Linked DNA regions of Ovis aries: region 1 is linked to region 2. The links are chromatin contacts, called in public Hi-C maps. All regions are on one chromosome and are shown on one strand. The core of a region is the stretch at or near the end of the contact, and the rest is flanking DNA. Distances in the headings are between cores, read along the strand shown. Region 1 holds the start of SPATS1 (spermatogenesis associated serine rich 1). Region 2 has its middle 18 kb from the start of TMEM63B.

What was found. Hi-C and Micro-C count contacts between places; a contact is called where the count stands out from the background.
Region 1: a Hi-C map of liver shows a contact between it and region 2, with 4 times the contacts expected there. The contact joins the promoter of SPATS1 here to the enhancer-like site in region 2. A contact is called at or near these places in 6 of 16 Hi-C or Micro-C datasets (blood, liver, muscle and 2 more).

Annotation. Positions count from the first base shown.
Region 1 is chr20:17,816,778-17,823,329 of ARS-UI_Ramb_v3.0, reverse strand. It overlaps SPATS1 (spermatogenesis associated serine rich 1), which reads right to left and starts at 1,535. Exons shown (of 8, transcript XM_060403211.1): 1 at 1,422-1,535; 2 at 884-1,060. The coding sequence starts at 998.
Region 2 is chr20:17,621,070-17,628,203 of ARS-UI_Ramb_v3.0, reverse strand. No RefSeq gene overlaps it. Among named protein-coding and RNA genes, the nearest start is that of TMEM63B, 18 kb to the left of the region's middle. Within about 2 kb of position 2,738, at least 13 of the 54 cell types and tissues checked have an H3K27ac peak or open chromatin away from gene starts, as enhancers often do. A contact at or near this core is called in liver, muscle and tail adipose tissue, where this site is marked.

The DNA.
Region 1 (6,552 bases), core at 286-2,785, 200 kb before region 2:
CGCCAAGCTCCTCTGTCCATGGGATTCTCCAGGCAAGAATACTGGTGTGTGTTGTCATGCTCCTCTCCAGGAGATCTTCCCGACCTAGGGATTGAATCCCAGTCATTGAGGGTAAATTCTTTACTGTCAAAGCCACCAGGGGAGCCCCAGTTGTAGGCAGGTAGTAAATCATACTGCCACCCTCTCCCTGCACTTGTAAATGGAGAGATCACAGACCCGGAATACAGAAGACCAAAGACCCAGCTCTAACGGGCAGAGATGGAATGTACTACAATCTCTTTTTGAAGGCTACCCACTTACATGTACTCACTTGGGGGTTTTCTGAGAGACTCTGGTTGTTCTACTCCACAAGCACTGTTCTCTAAAGACAAATATACCCCTAAACATTCTCTTCAGCCATAAAAATCAATCACAGAGCTCCCATCCACTGTTTAAGCTAAACCTTTCATCAAAGTGTTCCTAATTTCTACCTGAGCTGTCCCATCCAATGAACAGTGCCACAAATCTGATATATGAGCAAAGAGAAAAAAGAAGTGGGGGCCTGGGTTTGGAGACCGGAAGACTCATGTCAAATCCCAGCTTTATCATTTATTGACTGAGGCACTGGGCAGGTCAAACCTATGTCCTCCTTCATTCTTTGTAATATACTTCTCCGTGAGATATATTAGGAGATCCAGGGAGGTTATTTATGAGAACGCCTGCTTGGATGCTGCTCTCTGCCTTAGCAGACCTTGGGTTAATACAGACAGTATCAGTACAAATAGTCCCTATTACAGGGTCCCAAACTAGCCTTCTTTTAAACGTCAAAAGATGCCTTCTGGCTCAGTGTACTTGGCTGGGGCAACCAAATCCCAGTCAGCCCTCCTGATTTTTTAAACTCAACTGTATCTCTTCTCTCCAGTGGTGATGTCAGAGTCTCCTTTCTCTTGAACCTTATTCAGGTCTCTGCTGTAGAGGAGGCGGAGACGAGAGCCCCGAGGACAGCTTCCAGCGTCCATGGACTCAGCTGTGCAGATGTTGATTTAAATATTAAAAAGCGAGCCGGAGACAAAGAAAAGACCTTTGTTTAAAAAAAAAAAAAAAAAGCATCAATCAAAGGAAACAAAACTTCAGGGGCCACCGAAAGTCTACAGGGCAGGGCTGGCCTCTTGATCAAAGCTTCCCTCGCTTTCTCTGATCGGGCGTTTCCAGGTTCGGATGCCCGCCGAGCTCCCTGGGCCCTCGCCCGCCCACCGAGATGCTCCTTCCCTCCCTCCGCTGGGTGGTCCACCCCTTCCCCCAGAGGAGGCCTGGCTCTAACGCTCCGAGGCCTCCAAGGATGATACGGCCGACATCAACGCACCAACCCCAACCGGCAGCCGAACTGCCGAACTGCAGGCCGCGGATCCGACAGCCAAGGGCAAGAGGGACGCCGCGGCCACCTGCTTCACCCGCGGAGGCGCGTTCCGGGGTTGCCAGGACACCAGCCCAGCAACGCGCGCCGCCGCCTCCCGCCAGGCGGTGCTTCCCGGTCTTCTTGGCTTCCCCGGCTCTCTGGCACGTGATGGAGTCTTTTAAAGGAGCAAAACCAGAGTCCCTAGCCCTGGCGGGGCGTGGTGGGCAAGGACCAATGGAAAAGTGGCTTTGTGTTTCTGAATTTTTTTTTTCTTTCTCTTTGAGAACTGTGGGTACTTCCCTGGTGGTCGAATGGCTGACTCACTCTTGCGCTCCCAATGCAGGGAGCCTGGGTTCCATCCCTGATCAGGGAACTATCCTGTGAGAGGCAACTAAAACCCGGTGCAGCCAAGTAAACAAATACTTTTTTTTAAATTGTGGTTCTTCTCCGGGCAATTTTCATTATCAGGACTGTAGCCTCTGGTGGCAGTGAATGATGAGCCCTCCAAAAAAGCTTGCAGATGCGGTCTTATAACTGGCATTGATTGGACAAGATCACCTAACACTTCAGAGCCTCTTTTCTGGGCCAGGCGCCCTGGTGGATGTTATCTTCCTTAAGCAGCCAGCTGCATTTTTCAAAATAGAAAGCTGAGTTTGAGCAAGGGCTTGCTCAAGGTCACCCAGAAAACTGAGATTCATTTCCAAGTTTTCTCACTCCAAATCTACCACTCTGTCCATCATACCAACTTCAATTATCTTACTTAATTCTTATTAGCAACTAATCAATCTTGCAGGCAAACCTTCTCTCCGACTCTGGTTTATGTCCCTCAGTTCAAATTCTGATGCAATTTTTGCCTTGGTGAAGTGTAAAAAAATTAGACTGTGTTTTTATTTTAATAAAATTTTTACTGATTATAAAAGAAAAAAGTGGTCATTCTAGAAACCTTGAAAAAAAATTTAAAAGTATTGTTGCCCAGCTAACATTAAGATGCTGCGATGCCAGGAAGGCAGAGATTTTCGTGTTTTGTTCACTGCTATACACCAAGCACTTAGCACAGTGCCTAGCACATACAGGCACTCAATAATCAGTTTAACAAATAAATGGGTGGGTGGATTATGGATGTCAATGGCCCGAGCTGAGCTACTCCCTCTTCTGTTTCCATCCTTCTGGAAAGAGACCAGGTCTCTAACCTGCACCATCAAGTTTCAAGACATCAGGACAGACAGCAGAGCCAAAACTCATCCTAGATGAGCCCTGTGTACTTCGACTCCTAAACCTTCCCTTTCTCTGCAGCTTTAAAGCCTCCTGGGCCACTTTGCGTTCATCCCTGGGCAAGTTTTAGATGCCTCCCACCCTGGGCTGAGGTCTGGCAGGGCTTGGGAGTCATCCTAAGGAGTTTTGGGGGGCAGCAGAGCTCCAGAAGCTGCCTGGCTGCCAAGATTCAGCAGTAGAGGTGAGGGTTTGGACGCTCGGTGTATCAAGAAGCCCAAGGCCCCCTGAAGCTCCCAGAAAAGTCTGTATGTATAGCCCAGAGGGCGAGGGCCATCCAGCAAAATGGGCTTATCTGGGGGCTCTCATCAGCATCCTCTCTCTTGGCTACCTCCCCCCAGACCAAGCCTGGCCCAGAGGTCACCGCAGAATCCACATTGAAACGGAGGGTTGATGTAGAAAGCGGGCAGATCTTGGGCCCTGAAATCAACCTTCTCGAGGGCTGTAGGGCCCTCCTTGCAGCTCTGCAGTCTGGGATCCTGCCATGCCATGAGCTGGATCTGAATGAGCTGGGGGAGGGAGGAGGGGTCCCAAATGAGTGGGATCGCAGGGCCATCACTAGCACATATAGGGTCTAGTGCCTAAATAAGGTTTTTTTTAATTAATGTTTTTGTGGGTCATAAGTTGTTGTATATCAACATTTTCATGATCCGACCTAACCATAAAAGGCAAATGCTTCTGGGAGGTTACATGGCGAGGTGGAAGGAAGGTGAGCTAGACCTTAGTCCCACCAGCCCCTCTGCCCCATGGAACCTCACTTTACAGTCACTCACTGGGGGCTCGGCTCTGAGAAGGGACAGCAGAGCGAGGCAGTTGGTAGGAAGAGGTAAACCAGGCAGGTGTTGCAGACACTGGTTAGGGAGGGCCAGTTCTGGTTTTTGCGTGGCCTGCTCTGAATCCAGACCCTTTAGAACAAATAGTGAGGCAATGATAAGAACTAGGTGGGTGCAAGCTAAGTCGCTTCAGTCATGTCTGACTCTTTGCAACCCTATGGACTGTGGCCCACCGCAACTCCTCTGTCCATGGGATTTTCCAGGCAAGAATACTGGAGTGGGTTGCCATGCCCTCTTCCAGGGCATCTTCTGACCCAGGCTTGAAGCCTCATCTCTTACATCTCCTGCATTGGCAGGCGGGTTCTTTACCACTAGTGCCACCTGGGCAGCCCAAGAACTAGGTGCCTAGGGAATTACAGGAAGACAGACAGCAGAGAGGGAATCAAATAAACTCTACCCCTGTTCCTCTGGGGCCTTTAGCAGAACACAGGGAAGAAGCCTGACTCTAGAAGGAGGACATTGTGTGATAGTCAAGTGGTCAGGGACATGGTAAAATGCTTCTTGTGTCTGGTAAACCTCAAGAGTTTCCATCTAAATCGGGGCGTGGTGGGGTGGTCCTTAAACATTAACTCTCCCCTCAGCTGCATGGCAAACAGTGCATATATGGGAACCTCTTTTCTCCAATGTCAAGAAAGTTCAGTTCATTCGTTCAGTTGCTCAGTTGTGTCCGACTCTCTGCGACCCCATGAATCGCAGCACACCAGGCCTCCCTGTCCATCACCATCTCCCGGAGTTCACCCAGACTCACGTCCATCAAGTCCGTGATGCCATCCAGCCATCTCATCCTGGGTCGTCCCCTTCTCTTCCCGCCCCCAATCTCTCCCAGCATCAGAGTCTTTTCCAATGAGTCAACTCTTTGCATCGGGTGGCCAAAGTACTGGAGCTTCAGATTTAGCATCATTCCTTCCAAAGAAATCCCAGGGTTGATCTCCTTCAGAATGGACTTGTTGGATCTCCTTGCAGTCCAAGGGACCTTCAAGAGTCTTCTTCAACACCACAGTTCAAACGCATCAATTCTTTGGTGCTCAGCCTTCATCACAGTCCAACTCTCACATCCATATATGACCATAGGAAAAAGTCACCACAAACCACTTGACATGCATGTCCCATAAACACACACCAGAGGGCAGTGTAAACCAGGACATGAAAAAACATCACAGAGCCTCCTACAAAAAGGGCGCTGGGGAAATGGGTGTGGGGTGGATTACTGATGCACCGTTGTCTTTGAAAACTTTCAGTGGTAGACAGAGGGGGCCTGGCAAAGGTGGCTGGAAGGGAGCGTTTGTACCTCAGAACCTGCTACCACCAGCAGCTCCCAAACCCTCAAGGACTTCCCATCAGGTCAGGTCAGGAAATACCTTCCAAGCACCTCCCATGTGCAAGGCACTGTGCTAGGGGCAGGGATTTGAAAGTGAGTAAAACCCAGTCCCTTCTCCAACTGAGCACCTATGATGTGCCCATCTCTTTACGGTCATTATCCCATTTAATGCTCACAATGGCAAAGTGCTTAAGAATTATCCCCATTTTACAGATGATGAAAAACAGACTCAGGGGGGTAAAATACTAGTCCCACTGCGCGCATGCTAAGTCACTGCAATTGTGTCAGACTCTGCAACCCTATGGACTGTGGCCTGTCAGGCTCCTCTGTCCATGGGACTTTCCAGGCAAGAATATTAACGTGGGTTGCCATGACCTCCTCCAGGGGATCTTCCTGATCCAGGGATCGAATCCATGTCTCAAGTCTCCTACATTGGCAGACAGGTTCCTTATCACTAGCGCCAGCTGGGAAGCCCACTAAAGTGAAAGTGAAGACGCTCAGTCGTGTCTGACTCTTTGCAACCCCATGGACTCTAGCCTACCAGGCTCCTCCCTCCATGGGATTCTCCAGGCAAGAGTACTGGAGTGGGGTACCATTTCCTAATTGGAGTTTAAGCCGGGTCTGTCTAGATTCAGAGCTGGGGCCCTCACTACTGTGAACCTTCTTTTTTAAAAAAATGTATTTATGTATTTATTTGGCTGCTCCAGTTCTTAGTTGCCTCATGTGGGATCTAGGATCTTTGTTGCAGTATGTGGGATCTAGTTCCCTGACCTGGGATCGAAGCCACGTCCCCTACACTGGGATCGTGAAGTCTTAGCCACGGGACCACCAGGAAGCCCCCAGGAGCCTTCTTGGTGTGTGCTCTCACAAGGTGATTGAGAGGATTAATGAATAAACACGTGTAGAGCACTTAGCACACCCTGCACATGGTAAGAAGCCAATAAGTGTGCACTTTTGTTAAGAGCACTTCCTTCTGTGACTACTTTCTCTAACTATGAAGCGCCAACTCAAATCTGAAGCAAGAGAAGCTGAACAGCATCTGGCCTGTTCTGTTAGAGAATGGCGAAGAGAGAAAAGAGTAGATGCGAGTTTCACTTTTGCAAGTTGTTGAAGAGCTTCCCTGGTGTTCCAGCGGCTAAGACTCTGAGCTCCCAATGCAAGGGGTGCGGGGTTTGATCCCTGGTCAGGAAACGATCTCACATATCAAAACTAAAGACTTCACGTGCCACAGCTAAGAGTTTGTATGCCGAAACTAAAACATCATTCCACAGTGAAGATCGAAGATCCTGAGTGTCTCAACTAGGACTTGTCACAGCCAAATATATAAATAATTTTTTTAAAAAAACGTACTCAGGAAAGTTCTGTCCTTATATTTTTATTCTTCTTTTTTGTTGTTGGTTTCATTTTTTATACAGTTTTTAAAGGCTACACTCCATTTGGAGTTCTTACATTAATACTGGCTATACTCCACCGTGTAGACAATACACCCTTGTAGCTTATCTTACACCCAACAGTTTGTACCTCCCTCTCTCTCACCACTGGTAACCACTAGTTTGTTGTCTCTATCTGCCAGTCTGCTTCTTTTTTGTTAATTCACTAGCTGGTATTTTTTAGATTCTTTTGTTGCTCCATTGATACAATGTAACCATAAGCCTAGGTAGAGCCCAAAACTGGAAGTCTAGACAGGTTAGGAATCGAACCTGTACTCCCTGGAAACCTCTCAGACATTGGCGACAATGAACAAAGACAGCAAAAAG
Region 2 (7,134 bases), core at 1,489-3,988:
TTGGCAGCCCCTGATCCTGTATTTTCCACAAGGACTTGCCTTTCAGAGGTAACGTGATTCCTCAGGGTGATTCTTGCAACTAGTAGCTGGTCTCAAGGGCATATCCAATCAGTGACTTCAGCTCAGGGGGTCCTCCCATGACGTCTTGGGGTCTTTCATGGCTGTGGAGTCCTTGCCGTCTTGAGCAGAGTCTCACCGGCTGTGAGTCTAGGTGATAACTGTCTGGTTTTCCCAGATTCAGTGGCTTCTCTTGGAGCCTTTCTAGCTCCGCCTTGACTGCTTGGAAGCGGAGATTGTTTCCATCTTCCTGGTTGAGGTGTGCACCAGTCGCCAGGGCTCCTCTGACCTAGCCTGATTCAAGGGCCTCCGGGTATTTTAGGAGTAACCGCCCTCTTCCTCCGGCCCTCTGGAAGGGCTGTTAGACTGGCTGAGGTCTCTGTCCCACACTGGGACCTGCTTGCCCAGTGGGGAGAGTCTCTGCTGCAGCAGCTGCTACTCAGCAATCCCTTAAGGCCTCTGCTTTCTGGGCTGCTTCTCAAGGGCTGCAGGAGAGAGAGAGACCCCTGTCCTGAGGGAAAGGAAGGGCGGGCTTGTCCTCAGTCTGGCACCACCTGCTCCGGGCATCGCCTTTGCTCTGACCAGGGTGGCTTGACCAGAGCTGCCCTCTAGCTTGGAAGGGCACTTGCTTTCTGGGGTCGGGCTCACTTCTCCCCCCGCCCTTAGTCAGCAGAATGCATGTTCATCCTTTCATGGGTCTGCAGGGCACTGGCCCGCCTCCCTGCTGTTGAAGTTTGCCCAAGTCATTCAAATGACCGTCCTGCCACCCACTCCCCGCCCCCTCCTCCCCCCATGACTGCCTCCCAAGGTGTTCTGTGCTGACCGTGGGAAGGCTGTGGTTTCCAGGGGCCGGGGGCCAGAGCCTGCTCCCTGACAGTGACCGTGACGCAGGGCCTCCGGCGCACAGCCCAGAATAGCCTAGGCTGCGCTCTATCCCAGCTGCCCTATCACTTTGCAAACTGGAATCTAATTTGCTGTCCACCCTCCCCACCCCAGTCTCTCAGTCAGTACTGCTTTCTTTGCTCATGAAATATTTATAATCACAGATTATGTTTCCCTATGAGTATAAACTTGCTTTTGTTGTTTTTCCTCCTCCGCCCTTAAGAAGCTGCCTCTGACAAGTCAAAGAGCCTCATCTCTCTGGGTTCATAGACCTCATCCATGAGTCTGCTGCAGCATCGCAGCCTCCGGCTCCACCCTCGGGTTGACTCCCTCTGCTGCCCCACTGCCAGACAGACCTTGAACATCGGGGCTTGTGGTTTGGAGACTGGCTTCCCATCAGGCCTGTGCGGCGAACTAGCCAAGTGCCTGGGCGAGTCACCGCCTCAGGGAGCTGGCTCCGCCACTGGTGGGCGTGCCTCCAGGGTCACCAGGCATGGCCCTCACCCCAGCCACCTGGAAGGGTGTGCCCTTGGCGGCAGATGGGGACCTAGGCAAAGAATGCAGGGATCAGCCTGTGGCCATAAACACTCCTGGAAAAATAATCCAAAGCCAACCACCTCTAGCAGGGATGGTGAGGCCACATCACTGCCTGGATGGCAGGCAGTCCCTCATACCCTCAAGCCCAGCCTTGCTTTAGTGAAGTGGGGGGATTGGAGGGGCACTGGTGGGGAGGACCTGCCAGAGGCCGGCCTCCTCCCCTCTGCAGGGGTGGGGCCAGGGCGTGGCCGGGCCTCAGCTATCTCAGCCTCCTTGGCCTCTCTGCTCCATCCTCCTATTGCCTTTCTTGGCCTCATGTCCTCTCTCAGCTGCTGAGAATTCTTGTTTTTGATGAAAATTGCATGATACTGGAATCAGATGATTAACTGAAATTCAAATCTGTCCCAACAGCTGCTTTTCTTTCCTTCCCCTAATTTTGTAATTCAGTCTTTCAACAACAAAAAAAAAATTTCAGGATTTCATTTTATTGTTTCCTACCTGCAGGTTAGTTCCCCTCAGTATTTTGGACATTTGCTGAATTGTTTTTGCCAAATGCTTGTAATTTCCCGAATTAGTTGGACTTCTAGGCTCAAAGTGAAAATGAGTTCGCTTCTCCATTTTTACCATCAAGCCAGTTTCTTTATGATTTCTTAAAGCCAGTGGTTTCCAGTCAGATTCAGTGATAACCAGCTGTCACTTGCTTAATATTATGACAGGCTATCTCGTAAGACATACCACTAGCTTTTTAAAATTTTATTTTTATTTTGTTGGCCACACTGTGCAGCATGTGGAATCTTAAGCTCCCTGACCAGGGATTGAACTTGTGCCCCCTGTCTTGGAAACGTGGAGTCTCAACCCCTGGACAGCCAGGGAAGTCCCTTTTTTTTTTTTTTAAAGGAAGTGAATTTAAACTTATTTTGAGAATTTCATCAGAGCCCTTGGATAATTGGGATACCCCTGGGTATTATGAAACTGTGATTGGCAGTTGATTTTAGGGCAAATATTTACATGACAAATAGAGGCAACTCTCGGTCAGTTGAGACTGATGATCTGGTGGGCGGGCCATCAGAGCCACCCTCCCGGCTCCCTGCTTTGGGCTCCTTGTTGATTTGTCTCTCCTGAGAAAGAGGAAACAGCGAGACCTTCTCTCCCAGTGCCGGCCTTTCCTGGGGATGCTGTGCCGGGCCTGCCAGGATTTCCCAGGCTGGGAGTGGGCGGTGGCGCCCCAGCCCCACAGGCTCACCCAATGCCCTGCCCAGCTGGCACGTGTTCATGTACTGTACTGGCACTGTCCTTACCCACTTACATTGACTCATCGGTTTGCTGCCGGTTCTGGTTAAAGGTTTGCTCATGAAGAAGAATGAAACCCTTGCTTGAAATGAGATTTTAGAGTTGTCTGCGAATTTTGTTTCTCCAGGCAGGGTCCCCACAATAGACAAATGATTAAGAATCCTTGCATGGGTGCTCACTTTGCAGCACATAGACAAAATTGGAACAAGACACAGATGTAGAGGGTAAAGTTGTGGTACACAGACACAAGTGGATGCTAAGGGGAGAGGGGGGAAGTGGGATGAATGGGGAGATTTAAGACTGACACGTGCACACTGCTGCTGCTGCCGCCGCCAAGTCACTTCAGTCGTGTCTGACTCTGTGCGACCCCATAGACGGCAGCCCACCAGGCTCCCCCGTCCCTGGGATTCTCCAGGCAAGAACACTGGAGTGGGTTGCCATTTCCCTCTCCAATGCATGAAAGTGAAAAGTGAAGGGGAAGTCGCTCAGTCATATCCGACTCTTCGCAACCCCATGGACCGCAGCCCACCTACTGTGTATAAAATAGTTAACTGTTGAGAACCTACTTTACAGCACAGGGAACTCTGCTTAGTGCGCTATGGTGACCTAAATGGGAAGGAAATCTAAAAAAGAGGGGGGGATATATACACACACACACACACACACACACAACACACACACACATATATATATATATAGACACACCAGGGAAGCATATATATAGCTCAGCTGGTAAAGAATCTGCCTGCAAAGCAGGAGACCTCGGTTTGATTCCTGGGTCAGGAAGATCCCCTGGAAAAGGGACAGGCTACCCACTCCAGTATTCTTAGGCTTCTCTGGTGGCTCAGATGGTAAAGAATCCACCTGTAATGTGGGAGACCTGAGTTTGATCCCTGGGTCAGGAAGATCCTCTGGAGGAGGGCATGGCAACTCACTGTGGTATTCTTGCCTGGAGAATCCCCATGGACAGAGGAGCCTCTTGGGCTACAGTCCACGGGGTCACAGAGAGTTGGACACAACTGAGCGACTAAGCACAACACAGTGTGTGTGTGTGTGTGTGTGTGTGTGTGTGTGTGTGTATACTGATTCACTTTTCTGTATAGCATAACATTGTAAAGCAACTATACTCCAATAAAAATTTAAAAAAATTACACGGTTATCCATTTATTTGAACAGTGTTTGCTGCAAATCTGCTGTCCCATAGGCTTCCCTTTGTAATGAATTAAATTGCTTTTTAGTAGGTAACTGCTTGCAGAGTGATACCCCACTTAACGTACATTTTTTCTTTTGTTACACATAAAAATTGATTTTAGTCTTACCCGTTCCCTTTATTTATAAGATGTATTTATGGTTTTAAAAAGTCTGATACTGAAGCAATGTCAGTGCTTCAAGATATCTGAATCATGATATCTGATATCAGTGTCATGATATCTGAAAGAAATTACCAATCGTCGTATCTAAATGAGGAGTATATGTCGATTGTACTATTTTTTCAACTTTTCAAAAATGCTAGGAATAAAAGAAATAAAAAGGAATGACTTAAAAAAAACACAAAACCTGAAGTCTAGGGACTTTCCTGGTGGTCCAGTGGTTAAGAATCGGCCTTCCAGTGCAGTGGGACACAGGTTTGATCCCTGGTTGGGGAACTAAGATCCCACAGGCTTTGGGTAACTAAGCTCTCTCGCTACGGCTGCTGAGCCCACGTGCTCTTGCACCCTGGCGTCACAACTAGAGAGAAGCCTTTGTGTCATGACAGAGAGCCCGTATACTGAAACCATGATGCAACCCAGCCAAAAATAAATAAATACTTTGAAAAAATTTTGGGAGGAGGAATCAAGATGGCAGAACAGAAGGACGTGGAGACCACCCTCTCCCACACACGAAAAATTCTAATGAACACCAAACCCGTGTTCCAAATGTGTTCGCGTTGGCTGGGACCCAGGCTGGCCCCGAGCTGTGGCTCTCTGCTGGCCCATGGGGATGGGATGGTCCTGGCACCAGGAGCTGTGGCCACCAAGTCCACGCACAGCTGCCAACATGCCAGCTGCTAGCCTGGCCAGTCCCACCTCCCTCCCTGCCCTTGGGCCAGGGCTCAGGTTGTATTCTATACGAATACGGCTATAGTATTTCTTTTGTTCTTCCTCGCAAAAAATTTTTTAAAATAATTTTAATTGGAGGATAATTACTTTACAGTATTGTGGTGGGTTTTGCCATATATTCACATGAATCAGCCATGGGTGTACATGTGTCCCTCATCCCGAACCCCCCTCCCACCTCTCTCCCCATCCCATCCCTCTGGGCTGTCCCAGTGCACCAACTTTGAATGCCCTGTTTCATGCATCAAACTTGGACCGGTCATCTCTTTCATATATGGTAATATTCATGTTTCAATGCTATTCTCTCAAATCATCCCACCCTCACCTTCTCCCACAGAGTTCAAAAGTCTGTTCTTTATATCTGTGTCTCTTTTGCTGTCTCGTGTATAGGGTCATTGTTACCATCTTTCTAAATTCCATATATATGCATTATTATACTGTATTGGTGTTTTTCTTTTTGACTTACTTCACTCCGTATAATAGGCTCTGGTTTCATCCACTTCATTAGAACTGATTCAAATGCATTCTTCTTAATGGCTGAGTAATATTCCATTGTGTATATGTACCACAGCTTTCTTATCCATTTGTCTGCCAGTGGACATCTAGGTTGCTTCCATGTCCTACCTATTGTAAACAGTGCTGAGATGAACACTGAGGTACACTTGTCTCTTTCAATTCCGATTTTGTTCTTCCTCTTTTTAAAAAATATTTATTTGGCTGCATTGGGTGTTAGTTGTGTCATAGATAAGATCTTGCCTTGGCATGTGGGATCTTAGTTCCCTGACCAGGAACTGAACTCACATCCCCTGCACTGCAGGTGGATTCTTAACTACTGGACCACCAGGAAAGTCCTGCTATAGTATTTCTCTTAACTCTGTATTTCCAACACCAGGCACATAGTAGATGTGCAGTAAATGTCAAACGAATAGATTCCCTGTGTTCAAGTTGGTGGTGAGTATTTAAAGGAGAGGAGAGCTTTGTGTTTCCTAAGCGTCACTGCTGGTTGATATGTAGTTTGTTTTGGGGAAGGCGCAGGGTACCTCTCTCACCAAGGACACATCGCAGCTAACCCAGCTATGGCCTGAGTTCATTTCCAAACAGAAGTGGAGAAATTCCCACCCATGTAGGTTTGAGCATTTCACTATGACTGTGTCAATCTGGGGGCTAAGGAGCCCCCTGCATTTCACAGAGGAAAGCAGCAGATTCAATCAGAGCTTGGGTTTTCTGGGGCCCAGTCTAGTTCTTTTCACCTCGCAGCATCACTGAATACTTTCTTTCACCACGGAGTTTAGAGACGTGATGAACTTTCTGAAAAATACATTTGCCTGGGGGCTTGCAGTACCCAGCCCGCAGGGGTAGGAAGCCGCATTGCTCCTGAGAAGCTTGGAGGACTGGGGCTCCCGCGTGACTGTGGTATTCCTGAGGCATGGTGTGCAGTGGTGATGGGATCAGGAGGAAGCAGATTTGTGTTGCTGTGCTCTGAAACCTCCCCTCTGACTCTTCATATACTCACTGGGTCCCAGGGCTCTAGAGGCCTCCTCACAGCCCTCTCCTCCTCCTGGATAGCCAGGAGCTTCCTCACTGGGGTCAGTGTGGTCTTTGAACTTCACTGAGTGCAAACCTCTACTTCTGCAGTCCTTTGGCTGGACAGATGTCTCTACCTTTGTGATCTCACCTCGTGCCTACTGCGAAGGCTTCCTGCAGCCTCGATGATGACACTGGGTGGTAGGCAGGGCTGAGGTCCCTATTTTATACATGGAGTAAGTGCACAGTGGAGTTGAGTCCAGCATCCCTCCTTACTACTCTATGGGGCCTCTGCTATGCCTGGTACCAATCCCTCCCACCCTAGCATAGTGCTGCCACACTTCTTTGTAACTGATAACCCTCGCCCCCCACCGGGGCTCAGAAACAGCATCTGTCTTGTTCATGGCTGTCTCTCTGGTGCTCCGTAAATGCACACAAAAAATATTGAGAGCTCAAAGGTTAAAATTTGGATTCTCAATTTAGGAGTCAGTACAGGTGTCTAGTATAGGAGTCGGCAGACATTGACATTTATGATATATTTCCAGGGACTGGTGCTGGACAGGGTTGCATGCATGCATGCTAAGTCGCTTCAGTTGTGTCTGACAGTTTGTGACCCTGTGGACTGTGGCCCACCAGGCTCCTCTGTCCATGAAGTTTCCCAGGCAAGAACACTGGAGTGGGTTGCCATGCCCTCCTCCAGGGTTTCTTCCTGACCCAAGAATCAAACAGGTTCTTTACTACTAGCGCC